Regions from separate parts of the Gossypium hirsutum genome. Here region 2 is linked to region 1. A link is a contact called in public Hi-C data. All regions are on one chromosome and are shown on one strand. Each heading gives the region's core, a stretch centred on a gene start, on an enhancer-like site or on the middle of the called end of the contact. The rest is flanking DNA. Distances are from core to core; before and after follow the strand shown. Region 1 overlaps LOC107925642 (1,4-alpha-glucan-branching enzyme 2-2, chloroplastic/amyloplastic). Region 2 holds the start of LOC107905363 (fructose-bisphosphate aldolase 6, cytosolic).

Region 1 (7,405 bases), core at 3,498-5,997:
TCTAGTTGATTTTTGCTTCCTAAAAGGTTGCGAAAAAATAAATCTAAAAGAGAGAAGCAAAGTCGTAATTGATTGAGAATATATAAATGACTAGAATACTATAAAATTTCTAGTATGATTGTTCACGACCAGCTTGCTGTGAAAGCATTTGTTTGCTAAATCTGCGTTCATTTTTATTCTATGGTTAAATTAAGTTGCTAATTTTATTTTCCTATCTACCTGTGTATCTGAATAATGTTTTATGAATACAGCCATGCTTCCAATAATGTGTTAGATGGGCTGAACATGTTTGATGGAACTGATGGTCATTACTTCCACATGGGGTCAAGGGGTCAGCACTCGGTGTGGGATTCTCGCCTTTTTAATTATGGAAGCTGGGAAGTATGTACTTCTACCTCAACATTTCTTAATGAATAGCTTGTTGAAAGATTTTGGCTTCCTCCCTTCCAGTTGTAAATATTATTTCTTAATTGTTGCTTTAGGTACTAAGGTATCTTCTTTCAAATGCAAGATGGTGGCTGGAGGAATATAAGTTTGATGGGTACAGATTTGATGGTGTGACTTCAATGATGTACATCCATCATGGGTTGCAGGTATTATATATACGAGTGAATTTGGAGATTCTCCAATTTCATAATGTTATATAATAAGTTATTCACATGCTCAGATGTTAATTGCCCAGTTTTGACATTATTTTGAAACTGATGTTACATTTGGTTCTTGCAATCAGTGAAGCATCATTCTTTATGTCTGTTTCTTAACAATTTTTTCTCGAGGACTAAATGGTCTCAATGTCCTGCTTAATATTTGTTTTCCTGAACTTCCTGTAGGTAGGATTTACTGGAAATTACAATGAGTACTTTGGATATGCGACTGATGTAGATGCTGTTGTTTATCTGATGCTGGTTAATGATATGATTCACGGGCTCTATCCTGAGGCTGTCACCATTGGTGAAGATGTATGTTCTATAACTCCTCTAAGAATCATCTTGAGCATCCTATGACTTATAAATTGTTATCAAGATGAGCAATTCTTTCAAGAGAATATCAATGTCCTTTATCTTCATTGTTTTATTCATGCTATTGCGAATGCTACAGGTGAGTGGAATGCCTACATTCTGCATTCCTGTCCAAGATGGTGGTGTGGGATTTGATTACCGTCTTCACATGGCCATTGCTGATAAATGGATTGAGATTCTTAAGTGCGCATCTATCCAATTTATAACTTTTTACCTTGCAATGACCTTTAATTCACTGTCTTGTGAAATATTTGATAACTATATGTATGTTTTGCCGTGTTATGTCATATAGAAAGAGAGATGAAGACTGGAAAATGGGTGATATTGTTCACACGCTAACCAACAGGAGGTGGATGGAAAAGTGTGTTGCTTATGCTGAAAGCCATGACCAAGCTCTAGTTGGCGACAAAACAATAGCATTCTGGTTGATGGATAAGGTTAAATATGTTCTTACTTACATTCATGCTGATTAGTATTACATGCTTAGAGAGCTAACTGGCTGTCGGGAATGCTTTTTTAACAATTCTTTTATATGTAGCTATTAGAAGCTTGCAATTATACTGCCTTTTGCTAAGTTATAAATACAAAAAGATAGAGCTAAATTAGCTTTATAATCTTCAATATAATTAGATTCAATTCCTTTTCGCAGGATATGTATGAGTTTATGGCTCTAGATAGACCAAGTACTGCACTTATAGATCGTGGCATTGCATTACACAAAATGATTAGGCTCATTACAATGGGACTAGGTGGAGAAGGATACTTGAATTTCATGGGAAATGAATTTGGACATCCCGGTAAGTGTCAACTGGTTATGAATCTTCCCAACATCTCATTCTTAGTATAAACTGGTGGTTCTTGAATGTGTGCTAATTTCTCCGTTATTCTTTTCTTTAGAGTGGATTGATTTCCCAAGAGGTGACCAGTGTCTTCCTAATGGTGTAGTAATTACTGGGAATGGTTACAGTTATGATAAATGTCGACGTAGATTTGATCTTGTAAGTTTCCACTTCAATTCATATTTTGCTTGTGTTGTAATTTGTTGCAAGTTTGATAGTTATGCGATATACTTTCATCAAAGGACTGGCAGCATTTTTACATTTTATTTTACTATCAACAAAGGGTATAGTTGATCCATACAGTGGCTATGCGTATACGTCTCTGCTTTACCTGTGACTGTTCGCATGCCACCTCAAGGCATTGATATCTTTGGTTTTATGCAAACAGGGGGATGCCGACTATCTCAGGTATCGTGGGATGCAAGAATTTGATCAGGCTATGCAGCATGTTGAAGAGAAATATGGTGTAAGTATTGCTGGTGCTCACTGTTTTGCTGTTTTATACGTGCTAGCCTGTCTGAATAGTCAATACACTTTACTTTCTGCTTATTTAGAAAAGTAAAAATGATGCATGGTTGACTTTTTTAATTCAGTTCATGACTTCCGAGCACACATATATATCGCGGAAGGATGAAAAAGATAGGGTGATTGTCTTTGAAAAAGGCAACCTGGTTTTCGTATTCAACTTCCACTGGAATAACAGCTATTTTGACTACCGTGTGGGGTGTGCAAAACCAGGAAAGTACAAGGTATAATGTTTTCTGGATTCATGCATGCGGAACTTGAAAGAATTTGCACGTTTTTTGCTTTTCCACCGTACTCTTAATTATTCATATCCATTGGTCATTGATTTTGTAATCTTGTTATTGATTCTTCAAATATAGTTTTGACAAAGTTAAAGGTTGCTTGCCATGCAATGGTTAATATATATTTTTATCACCTTCCAGATTGTTTTGGATTCAGATGATCCGTTATTCGGAGGCTTCGGTAGGCTTGACCATAATGCCGAATACTTCAGTTTTGTAAGATATTTTTATTGCTCTTCCTACATACCATTGCTTTTAACATTCACTCTAGGGCTTTCTAACATTAAAACCCGACGGATGCTTTTACAGGAAGGATGGTATGATGACCGGCCTCGTTCATTCATGGTGTATGCCCCAAACAGAACAGCAGTTGTTTACGCCCTAGTTGAAGATGAACCAAAAGTAGTCAACGATTTGGAACTTGTTGAAATTCCTGAAACTGTTAAACCAGCAGCAGCAGAACCTGTTAAAGAATCTGAACCTGATGAAGAATCAGAGCCTTTAGACAGCTAAACCTTTCTCGACAGCAGAATCTCGTGTTATTGACCATTCAAAGTCGGTCAAGGAGCTGTCCCACTGAACGCGGTATTTTTTGCTTAAAAATTACGTATTCCACGATTAGTAGTTTCACTGCCTAGGAGATGAAATGATCAAGTTAAACCTTCCATCAAATGCCGGCCGGGCATACAGGTGAAAATTCGAAGCAGTAGAAGGCAATTCTTTCATGAGAATTAGAAGGGAAAAAGTAGACAACTATGTGGCATGCATGTAAATGCTTTCCCTGTTTTGCATGTGAAAATATAAGTTGCAGATACGAGGAACATGCTATTTACAGCAATGTGAGGTAATGGATTCCTTTTTAAGCTATTAATGTAATGACCGAATAATTTAATAAGAACAGTATTTCTGTATTTGTTCTTTCCTTTTTTACATTGTAATAGTTACGGTGTAATTTCGTTGAATGTTTGCTAGAAAGAGAAAGTTATAATGTCAAAAATAATCCTTAATGTTTGGCTGTTTGGTCATTTTGGCTTGTTCTTTGGAGCACTTCCACCCTAAACTTTTTTTTTTTTTGTCATTTTGTCAAATTGATCAATTGATCAATTTTTAGCAGGTATGTTGATGTAGCCGTTAGTGAACTAGCAGTTAATAACCGTTGACATGACAGTCTAAATATAATAAAAGATATAATAAAATATTAGTGTAGTATTATTTTGTCTTATATACTACATAATAATTTTAAAATTAATAAAATTAATTATTTTTATTTATTAATTTTTAATTTTTAGTTTCTTCTTCCTTATTGGTTTTCTTTTTCCATCATCATCACGGTCTTCGATCTTCTTGCCCATTGTTTCTTTAAAAACTTCAAAATCTATTCTTGAGTTTCAACATCATCATCACTGTAAGTCAACCTAAACATAATCTCATCAACATCACTGTATACCCTTCAATAACCATATCCAAAGTTTCTACAACTCAAATCTCTATTACTCAGTAAAAATAAAAAAGTGCTAAGTCGGAAGTTTGAAAAACAAAAAAGAAAATAAGTTAAAAAAGAGAGAAGAAAAAAAATAGAGAAAAATCATAGAGAATCGGAGATAGAAAAATCATAAATAGAATCGGAGCCTCTAGTGGTCTTCTTTCAAATTTAAACAGTGGGTTCGACGCTAATCTATGAAGAACAGCATACCTTCGAACCGAGACAATTAGACAGTCTAAGAAGGAGATCGAAAGGCATTTCATTAGAACTAGGTCGTTTACTGTTTTACTCTTGCTCCAAACTCCTAATTCCCATATTTTTGTTTTGATTTTCACCATTCCCATCAACTCCCTCGATTATTGAATCAAAATTTAAAAACCCCCTATTGTAGGCCAATTTTGGGCCTGTGTATATCAAGATTACATGGGCCCATTTATAACCCAATCCCTAAACCTACAAGCCCGTTTACAACATTTCAAACCCATTAAAATTACAAAGCCCAATGTCTAATACAAATTAACCCATCAGCTAACCCTTACCCAATACCCCTGACCCATTTACATTACAATACCCATCTAAACTAACCCAATTAACCTAAACCCAAAACCCACCAGCCCACTAAACTAACAGCCCATTACACAAATCAGAAACAAAAAATACCTAACCCCAAACCCTAGCCCCACTTTTGGCTCCCACTTGTGCTGCCACTGTCACCAAAACCTGCAGCACCGGCCACCTGGCCTCTGGCCCCCATCACCTCCACCGTTCAACTGCTCCTGCAAGACAAAAAGGGACAGGACAGAAAATAAAAGAAAATAAAGTTGTATGGCTATATAAGCCGATTAAAAGCAAAATCGTCTCTCTTCTTTTTTTTTTTTCCGGATATTCAAGAACAAACAAATCAATACAAAATTAGATTTCAATACAAAGAATACCATAATCTCAACGCAAGAACAGTGATTCAAACACCCAAAATCAGGGAATCAAAAAATGAAAATATCAGGGATCAAAACCCTAAGGTGATTTTTTCTATTTTCATTTCTATTTTATTTTAAAATCTGTTTTTTCTATACCCCTAAGCACATAGAAATAAATAAATAATAATATTTTTAAGACGTAAAAATAAAATACAAAAAAAATTAAATTTCTTACCTTTTCCGGCCACTGTGTACGGTAGTCGACGCCGGCGCCGGCGAAGGTCCGGTGACAGACCAGTGCCCCCCTGGCTGGAACTCTTTTTCTCTCCCCCCTCTCCTTCTTTTTTTTTTCTTCTTGGTTCGAAATGAATTTTTTAAAATTTTTTTATCTTATATAGGGGACCAAAACGGTGCGTTTTGGTCCCTCCCCCCTGTTTAACATAAAAACGAAGTCATTTTGGCCCCAAGTCGGGTCGACCCAACCCTCTCCAAGCAAGATCCGCGTGTTTTTTAAAATGGAAGGGTTATTTGCGCATTTAGCCCTTCCGCTTTTTTGTGCATGTACAATCAGATTTTTTTATTTTCAATTTAGCCCCATAATTTGTTGCGATTTTCAATTTGGCCCCCAATGCTGCTGCGCGTTTTGATTGAAAGGGTTTATTTCCTTTTTAGTGCCCCCACTATTTATGCGCGTTAGAATCGGTCATTTTCCTTTCTTTGTTATTTCAGATTCCCCCCAAACTTTGTTTTTAATTCGATTTAGTCTTTTTTAAGTTTGCTGCTTCATTTTCAAATTACTTGTTTTCATTTTCTGTTATTTATTATTATTAATTATAATCTTTATATATTTATCATATTTATTATATTTTATATATGTAGTAGTGTATATTTTATTATGTACATATAGGTATATGTATTTAATATATTTATGTATATACTAGTGAAACATTATTATTAGTTATTTTTTTAACATATATATATTATGTAAATATTCTAATATTGTATTATATATATATTTCTCATATATTATAAACATGTGTTCTCAATATTATACATATTATTATGTATATTTTTAGTATATACATATGTATTTGTGAAGTATTGTCAATAGTTTATTATTATTATTTTTAATATGTATATATTACATATATATTCTAACATTACATTATATATTTTTTATATTATGCATATATTTCAAATATTATATATTAAGTATTTCTAACGTCATTATTATATATATATGTACGTATTTATGTATCGTATGAATATTTTATCACTTCTAATATATATATTGTATATGTTTATGTATCATATATTTTTCTTATTTATTATTATTTTCCTTATTAGTTACATATTTTTTATAATATTTCATGTATATGTTTTATATTAGCCTTATTATTATTAATCTTAAGTATCTGTTTTATTATATATGTATATATATATTTTTTACTATTATGTATATATGCTTTTGATACCATATTTATATATATTATTATGCACATGCATTAATATTATTAGTTATGTATCTTTATACTCTTATAGTATATTCCTAACACCATTATTATTTATGTATATATATATATATATACCTTTTAAATGTTGTATTTTTATATATATCATGTATATATTTCGAATATTATATAGTATATTTTTGACACTATCACTATTTATATATATATGTGTGTGTGTTTTGACGTACATGTTCTTAATATCATTTTTATGTATGTATATTCATTGTTTTCTCGTGTTTGATACTATTGTTACGTTTAATATCGCGTGCATTGTCATTGCTTTAATATTATTGTCGTATGTATTATGTGCCTTGATGTATTTCCAGCTATTATCTTTCGTTTCCCGCCCATTTTTATATATTACTTCGTTGTTCACTATTTTAAAATGTTTATTCATGTTTTTATTTATTTTAATAATCAAGGCAACGTACCGATTTAACATTAAGTCGTCGATTTCATCGCTATGTTGGGTGAACATCAATTGACTCGTGTTAAAACGGTATGTCCTTCTCAAAAACATAAAAATTAAAAGTTCTCATCTTTTCAACTAGATCACGATTAAATCTTACATTGAACTCGTATTTTGAAAATCAAGACAACACGTGTTTATAAGATACCAATTTTGGGCGTCGTGAGGGTGTTGATACCTTCCTCGCGCGTAACCAACTCCCGAACCCTGATTTTTATCTGGCTTTTGACGTAAACCTAAACTCGGCCTTCTTTTTATTTTAAAAAGAAATATAATAGGTGTCCGATCACACCTAGGAAAAAGGATCGGTGGCGACTCCCTGTTTATTTCAAAATCAAACTTCAGTTTTCGAGTTTTCACT
Region 2 (7,405 bases), core at 1,454-3,953, 240 kb after region 1:
CATTTCTTATATTATTCTTAAACTCCCAAATCCCTAACTAATTATTAGATTACGGCACATTTGACTTAATAAAAAAAGAAATTATGTAAAAGTTTACATAAAATAATAATTAAGCTTTAATTAAAATGAAAAAATTAAGAATTTAGAGAATTTATTGTCTTCAAGTATTATTATTATTGAGTTTTTTTTAAATTTATTCTAAGTTTAAATTTTAAATTGCTTTTTTATATAAATTTTATATAAAAATATATAAAAAGACAAAAATATCATGCAGTAATATTTATTAATTGTTTAAAATTTTAGGTTTTTAATTTTTTTGACTTAATTAATATTGAATTAACTCGTAGCATTAACTTAATCAATTGTTTAAAAAAATATTGTTAAGAATATTTGTTAAAGGTAGAGCAAAATTTAGTGTAAATATAAATTTAACAAAATTAAGAGTCCACATTTAACGAGCACAAATGCTCCTATGCAGATTTGTTTAATTTCACCCCAAAATTCGATGGGAAACGACAGAAAACCCCCCACACCCAAAAAAACGAAATAAAAGCCTAATTATAAATGCCAAAGTTAGTCTTCAAAACATGACACATTAGAGCAGAGGCCCAAATTCTCAGTATTTGTAGTCCTTAACGTGAAGGCTCTCAGCAGCACCTTCACCAAGCTTTGCATCACCTTTATAGGTACCAAGAGTTGCCTCGGAGTTAGCCTTGCACCTAACGAGGAAAGCCTCTTGGGCCTTCGCCACATTCTCCGCTTTCCCACCCCAGGCCTTGAGAGTGCTCTGTTGAAGAGCTCGTCCAAATGAGAATGACAGTGACCATGGTTTCTTGGTCTTGAGCTTGTTCATGGCATTGAGGTTAACGGTAGCCTCTTCTTCACTTTGTCCACCAGATAAGAACACTACTGCAGGGACTGCAGGTGGGACGGTTCGTTGTAAGGCACGAACCGTGTGTTCGGCGATAACCTCGGGTGCAACTTTTGGGGAATCGGAACCGGGTGTCACCATGTTGGGTTTCAACAATGTACCTTCGAGCATCACATGGTGGTCGTTTAGAGCTTTGTAGCAAGCTGCGAGGACACGCTCGGTTACCGCAGCACACTTGTTAATGTCGTGTGGTCCATCAACAAGGATTTCGGGTTCGACAATGGGGACTAAGCCACATTGTTGGCAGATGGCGGAATACATGGCTAAGCCATTGGCGTTTTCTTGGATTGCAAGCTCGGTTGGTTCAATAGTGCCGATCTTAAGTACAGCACGCCATTTGGCAAACCGAGCACCAGCTTCGTAGTACTTTTGGCAACGCTGGGCAAGGCCATCAAGACCCTGGGTGAAAGTCTCGTCATTGGTTCCATTAAGGACAACGGTGCCGGTGTCAACCTTGATGCCAGGGAGGACACCAGATTCTTTCAACACATCAACAAAAAGCTTGCCTGCAATCAAGAACCAATTCTTAGAAACCAACTATAATCCATTAAAAATCCATATTGTCATGACGGAACTCGTTCGGCTATGTTGCAAACATAAATCAAAATTGTTCTCTTTAAATTCAAGCACAAAACCTCACAAAAGAATGCCAAAACATCACAAAGTAAACGAATTGATATCCATTTTGACAATTTCGAATTATGTATTACGATTCAATAGATCAAGTTGCGATACATTCTTAATTTATTAAGGATAATAATACCAGAAGCAGTTTTTTGGTATAGTGTTTCCTCGAAGAATATAACACCACTGATAAACTGGAGAGCACCGGGAGCAGTGAAGAGGAGCTCACGAAGAGCTCGCCTGTTTTCTTCAACATTCTCTACATTAATGCTTGCAAGACGCTTGCCGATTGTGCCGGTGGATTCATCAGCGGCAAGGATTCCCTTCCCAGGTGTGCCGATGTAGGCAGCGTTTTTAGCTAGCTCATCTGCAACATTATATATAAAATTATAATAACAAAAACAAAGATCCGAAAGAAACTATAAATTGAAACATAGTGACCTATTACTCCACTTATTACCTAACTCCTGCATGTATCAATTGATTTAAATTCTAAATTCATTCCTAAATTAAGTTAATTAAACAGTAATTAAAGAAGGTTTCTCGTTAGTAAAAACCTTCAACTCAGATTGATCTAGTTTCAGTGATGTGATCATTGCATAGATTAACGAAACTAAATCAGATCTAAAAATCAGTGATGTGAATAGGCCATGAAGCTAAATTATAAAGTCATTACTAAATTAATCTAATTAAACTGTAATTAAAGAAGGTTTCTCGTCTGTAAAAACCTCCAACTCAGATTGACCTAGTTTCAATGATGTGATTATTGCATAGATTAACGAAACTAAATCAAATATAAAAATCAGTGATGTGATTAGTGCATAAAGCTAAATTATAAATTCATTGCTCAATTAATTTAATCAAACAGTTATTAGCAAACTTTGTCATCAAATTATCGATCTAACATCAAACAAACAAGATCAATCGAAAGAGATTGTTAAGATTATATAAGAACATATACATTTAACGACGAGAATTAAAGGAAAAAATATTACCGGCGTATTTGCTAATGAAGCAAGACATGATTGAAAGGAAAATGAAGAACAAAAGAAACTTGAGAGTGTCTGTTTGGAAGGGAAAAAAAAAGAAAGAGTGGAAGAGAAAAGGGGAGGGAAACGGTTTTTAAATGAGAAAAGTAGGCGGCAAAAATGGAGAGTTAATGGAAGAGAATAACTAACGCTGTTTATTGCCCTTGAATTTTTTATCTCTAGTATTGTAAAAGAGTTTAAAACAAATAAACAGAATTTAATTGAAAAGATTATTTTTTAAATTTAACTGAAGTAGAAGTTATACTCAATAATAAACATAGAAAATGGATTGGATCAAACTCGAGCCTTAACTATTCAAGCTCAAGTCCAACACATATTTTAACAGGATAACTATTTTGCCCATGCCCTTTTTCGGGCCTGATATTTTTGTCCAAACCTTCTCAAATTTCGAGTGGACCTTCAAGTTTGAGTGGATAGCTCGACTCATAAGCAAACCTACTATCTATTAAGCCCTTGATTAAGTTTGTGCACAAGTTAGACTGCGTTCGTCATTGATTTTGTGATGAACTTTTAGGGGAAAAAGTGCTTTTACACAAAAAGCAATAAAGAACAGAGGTAAAAAATAGAAGCTTTTCAACTTAAGAAAAGTCATTTTTCTCAGATGAAAAAGGAGAAATTTTGGTGCTTTTTTCAGCCCAAAAGTGCTTTTGATGCTATATTACTTTTTTAGCCTTATTTGTTCTTTTTCTTTTTTTTTTTCATTTTTTCTAACGTTAGAATCCATTTTCCCCCTTTTTTTTCTTTTGTTTGAAGTTTAATTCAAATATATGTAATATTTTAATTTGTTAAGTTTATATTTTTTATATTATGTTAATATTTAATATGAGTTATATATTCAAAGTACATTTTAAAATAAAATAATACAAATGTGTTAAAAGCATTAATTAAAAATTAAAAAAAATCATTTTTAAAATAATACAATTGTGTCAATATCTAATTACAAATATTTAATTATTATATTTAAATATTTAAATATAGTTTATATATTCTAATTAAATTTATTAAACAATTAATATTAATTACTTAGAAATATTTAAAATTAATATTATATATTAAAATATTAACAATAAGTTATAATTATTTATTTTTTATATTATTGCTAAAATATCATAATATTAACTAATTTGAACATTATTTAAATACATATTTGTTACTTTATAATATCATGTCTAAAATGGACATTTTATTTCTCAAAAGCACTTTTTGACAGCAATACCAAACACTGAAATTTTCAAAAGTACTTCTCAAAAGTATTTTTTCACAGCACTTTTCAAAAGTATTGCCAAACAGACCTTTAATCACTAATGACATAAAGATCATCATCATCATTTTACAAAGTAAATTATATTATTTTGAAGATAATCGTTTCATATATTTTATATAAACAATTAGAATAATATGCATACATAATTTTATTTTTAGCCCAAATCGTGGATCTACCTTAATCTAATGTACAATTAAGAGTGTCATCATTGTTAAGTTGTAAAAATCCTTTGGGGTGCAAGGACAAATCCAACAATTATTTTAGGAGGGGTCGAAATTGAATTATAAATTTTGAAGCTGCCAAGATATAGTTTTATCATTTAATATTTTATAATTTCATTATTTTTGAAAGGAGTAAAATATTTTTTTTTCCATTTTGGGTTCAAAGTACAAATTTACCATATATTAATTTTTAAATTTATTATTTATGAGGGGATTGAAATGTTAATTTTCCATTTTGGGGTGTCAAGGCCCCTGCTTACCCCTTTAAATTCACCTCTATTGACCTCTATTGGGGTGTATAATAAGTGTAGTTGGTGACAACTGAAACTTCTTATGTTTCGCAAGAATATAGTACGCCCACTATATAAGTGGAAAAAAATTTATGTAATGATTTATAAAACGCTCATATAAAAAACAAATTATGTTATGGTTGAAATAGTAAAATTGAACGTTTGATATTCATAATATTCTTAATTCAAATCTCATCGTGGTCTTGTAGCACCGCGTGAAGCTCTAATCAAAGGCAACTAAAATGACATTCTCTTTCTCCTAGACCCCTTTTTTTGTTTGTTTGAATTTCATGAAACAACTTGAAAAACCATAAATGCCTAAATTGAGATTTAGGCTTTCCTTGGCCCCAATCTCATTATATATTTTTTGAATAATTTCATTATAAGTTCTGATCATTTTTAGTTCTTTTTGACACAATATCTAGAGTTACCTATAACTCCTCCCTAACCCATAAATAGGAGGATAATGCGTGTCGTAACCATTTTTTTGGAAAACGGGTATCAACTTGGAGAAAAACGAAAACGGGAGTCGTCACCAATCTTTTTAGGTGTGATTGGACCACCTTGTAAAAGTGGTTGTTTTTAATAAATGGTTTAATTTATTTAAACAACGATTTTGGTCCACGTAAATCAAGAAAACAAGTTCGGGAGTCGGTTACACACGAAGAAGGATTAGCACCCTCGAACGCCGAAAAATTGGTACCTAGTTGATTAATTAGTGTCTTAGTGTCAAAAAAAATGAAAGCTTGAAAGACATTGAAATACGATCCCTCTTCGTAAAAATGCTAATTTGAAAATGACCGAATAAATTAAAAATGTTAAAGACTCCATAATAATAGTAGTAATTATAATGAAAGTAAAAATAATACTAGATATAACAATAGTAATATTAGTAATAAAATAATAGCTATAAAATATTAACCATGACAATAAAAAATAATAGTAATAATAATAATATAGATAATAATATATATAAAATAATAATAATAGTTAGAGATAAAAGATAATGGAAGTAGTAATAATAATGGTATTAAAACAAAATACATATAGATACAAGTATAATAACAATAATGGTAATAAAAAATAGTAATAATATTTAAAATATATGTATATAAAAACAGTAGTAAAAGGATATGTATATATATAATAATAATAAATGACATTAGGATAAAATAAATATAAGTATAAATATGATAATAATAATAATAATGATAATGATAATAATAATAATATAGTAGTAATAATAAAAGTAAAATTAATAGTAAATTGATAGTAATAATGTACGTTAATAACAATAATAATATATAAAGGATAGGGAATAATGAATGATAAAAAAATGACAATAATATGGTAATAAAAATAATGGTGATGGTAATAATGATTATAGTAAGAATATACAATACAAAGTATTAGAAGTAAATACATAACACATACATATTAGAAATAAACATAATAAAAAAAACACTATTAATAACTATATAAATATATATACATGATATAGTTTGAAAAACATAAACATAAGATGATATGAAAAATAAAAATAAAAATAAAAATGATATAGTATTAAAGTATATGCATAACAATAAAAATACAATATTAAAATATATATACGAGTAATAAAAATGTATCCGTATTAAAAATATATACATAATAAAAATACAATATTTAAAATATTTACACAGTATATGCATAATAATATTAAAAAATAACTATTAATGATATTACATAGATATATACATATGTAAAAAATAAATACATGATAATATTAAAAGTATGTACATAACATAAATATCATACATATAATATCTAAATATACATACATATATATATAGTATTTAAAAAGAAATATACATAATATAATATTGATATATAAATATGTGTGATATGGAACATAATACATATATATTTATAGAGTACATAGGTGTCATAAAAAAAATAAAAACAATAATAGTAAAACTATTAATAATACTATATAATATATATAATATACATATATATATAAGTATGACAAAAATATAACAGTAATTAAAATATAATAGCATGAATAAAATTAAAATTAAAGTAAATAATGAGAAAGAGTAGAAGAGGGACGAAAATCGAAGCAAAAACGAATTTTGGGGTGAATTTCAAAGAAAACAAAAAGAAAAACAACCAAATTGCAGCATGCGCATATCCTAGAAGTACTGAAAACACAATATTCCCCATCCTAAAAAGCAGCGCGTGGTCGAGGACCAAATTGAAAAAACGGGACATATTCCAGGGCCGAATTTAAAGTAGCAATAACTTGATTATAGAGACATGAAAAAGCGGAAGGGCTAAATGTGCAAATAGCCCTTCCGCTAAAAAAATGCGCGGATCCTCTTTCTAGGCGGGTCGGGTCGCGAGTTCCCTCTCTCTCACCCCCTAGCCAGAGTTAAAGTCCGATGAACAAGCCGCCATATGCCCCGCTGGTCGCCGTCGTCGGCCACCGCGTGCTGTGGCTGGATTCCTGAAGGTACGTTTTTTGCTTTTTTTATTTTTTTTTATGTCCTTATGATATATTGTATGTAGAGGTAAGCAAATTCGAAAATAAAATAAAAAGGAAAAAAATAATAAATAGAAAGAAAATAATAATAATGTAATATCACCTTTTGTTTTAGATTTTGATTCTTGATATTTCAACTTTTATTTTCCTGTTTCTTTGGTGTTGCTTGGATCTCTGCTTTCTTTTGTGCTTAGATCTAAAAATTGTCAAATGTTTTTTTTTTATATTTGCTCCCAAAAAAAAATTCTTCTCCCTCTACAATGGTTTTAGTATGGCCTTTTTATAGTCATTTACAAACTTTATTATATATATATATATATACTTAATGTCTTTTCTTCTTTTTGTATGGCAGGCAAACGGTGGTGGAGGCAAGTGCTATTTGCACTATCAATGCAACTAAGGCAGTGAGATTAGGTGATTTAGGGTTTCTTTTTTTTTCTTTTTTTTGTTTTGGGTATTGAGCTAATTGGGCTAGGGTTAGGTATTAGGTTTGAGTTTAGTG

What was found. Hi-C and Micro-C count contacts between places; a contact is called where the count stands out from the background.
Region 2: a Hi-C map of leaf shows a contact between it and region 1, with 2.4 times the contacts expected there. The contact joins the promoter of LOC107905363 here to the enhancer-like site in region 1. A contact is called at or near these places in 2 of 34 Hi-C or Micro-C datasets (both in leaf).

What each region holds. Positions count from the first base shown.
Region 1 is chrA01:116,963,239-116,970,643 of Gossypium_hirsutum_v2.1, forward strand. It overlaps LOC107925642 (1,4-alpha-glucan-branching enzyme 2-2, chloroplastic/amyloplastic), which reads left to right. Exons shown (of 22, transcript XM_016856354.2): 12 at 252-381; 13 at 483-593; 14 at 831-959; 15 at 1,099-1,202; 16 at 1,312-1,456; 17 at 1,669-1,816; 18 at 1,917-2,017; 19 at 2,247-2,324; 20 at 2,452-2,607; 21 at 2,806-2,880; 22 at 2,974-3,575. The coding sequence ends at 3,177. Among protein-coding and RNA genes, the nearest start is that of LOC107925642, 11 kb to the left of the region's middle. Within about 2 kb of position 4,748, at least 4 of the 9 cell types and tissues checked have an H3K27ac peak or open chromatin away from gene starts, as enhancers often do. A contact at or near this core is called in leaf, where this site is marked.
Region 2 is chrA01:117,205,817-117,213,221 of Gossypium_hirsutum_v2.1, forward strand. It overlaps LOC107905363 (fructose-bisphosphate aldolase 6, cytosolic), which reads right to left and starts at 2,704. Exons shown (of 3, transcript XM_016832012.2): 1 at 2,551-2,704; 2 at 1,695-1,922; 3 at 401-1,437. The coding sequence starts at 2,578. The coding sequence ends at 617.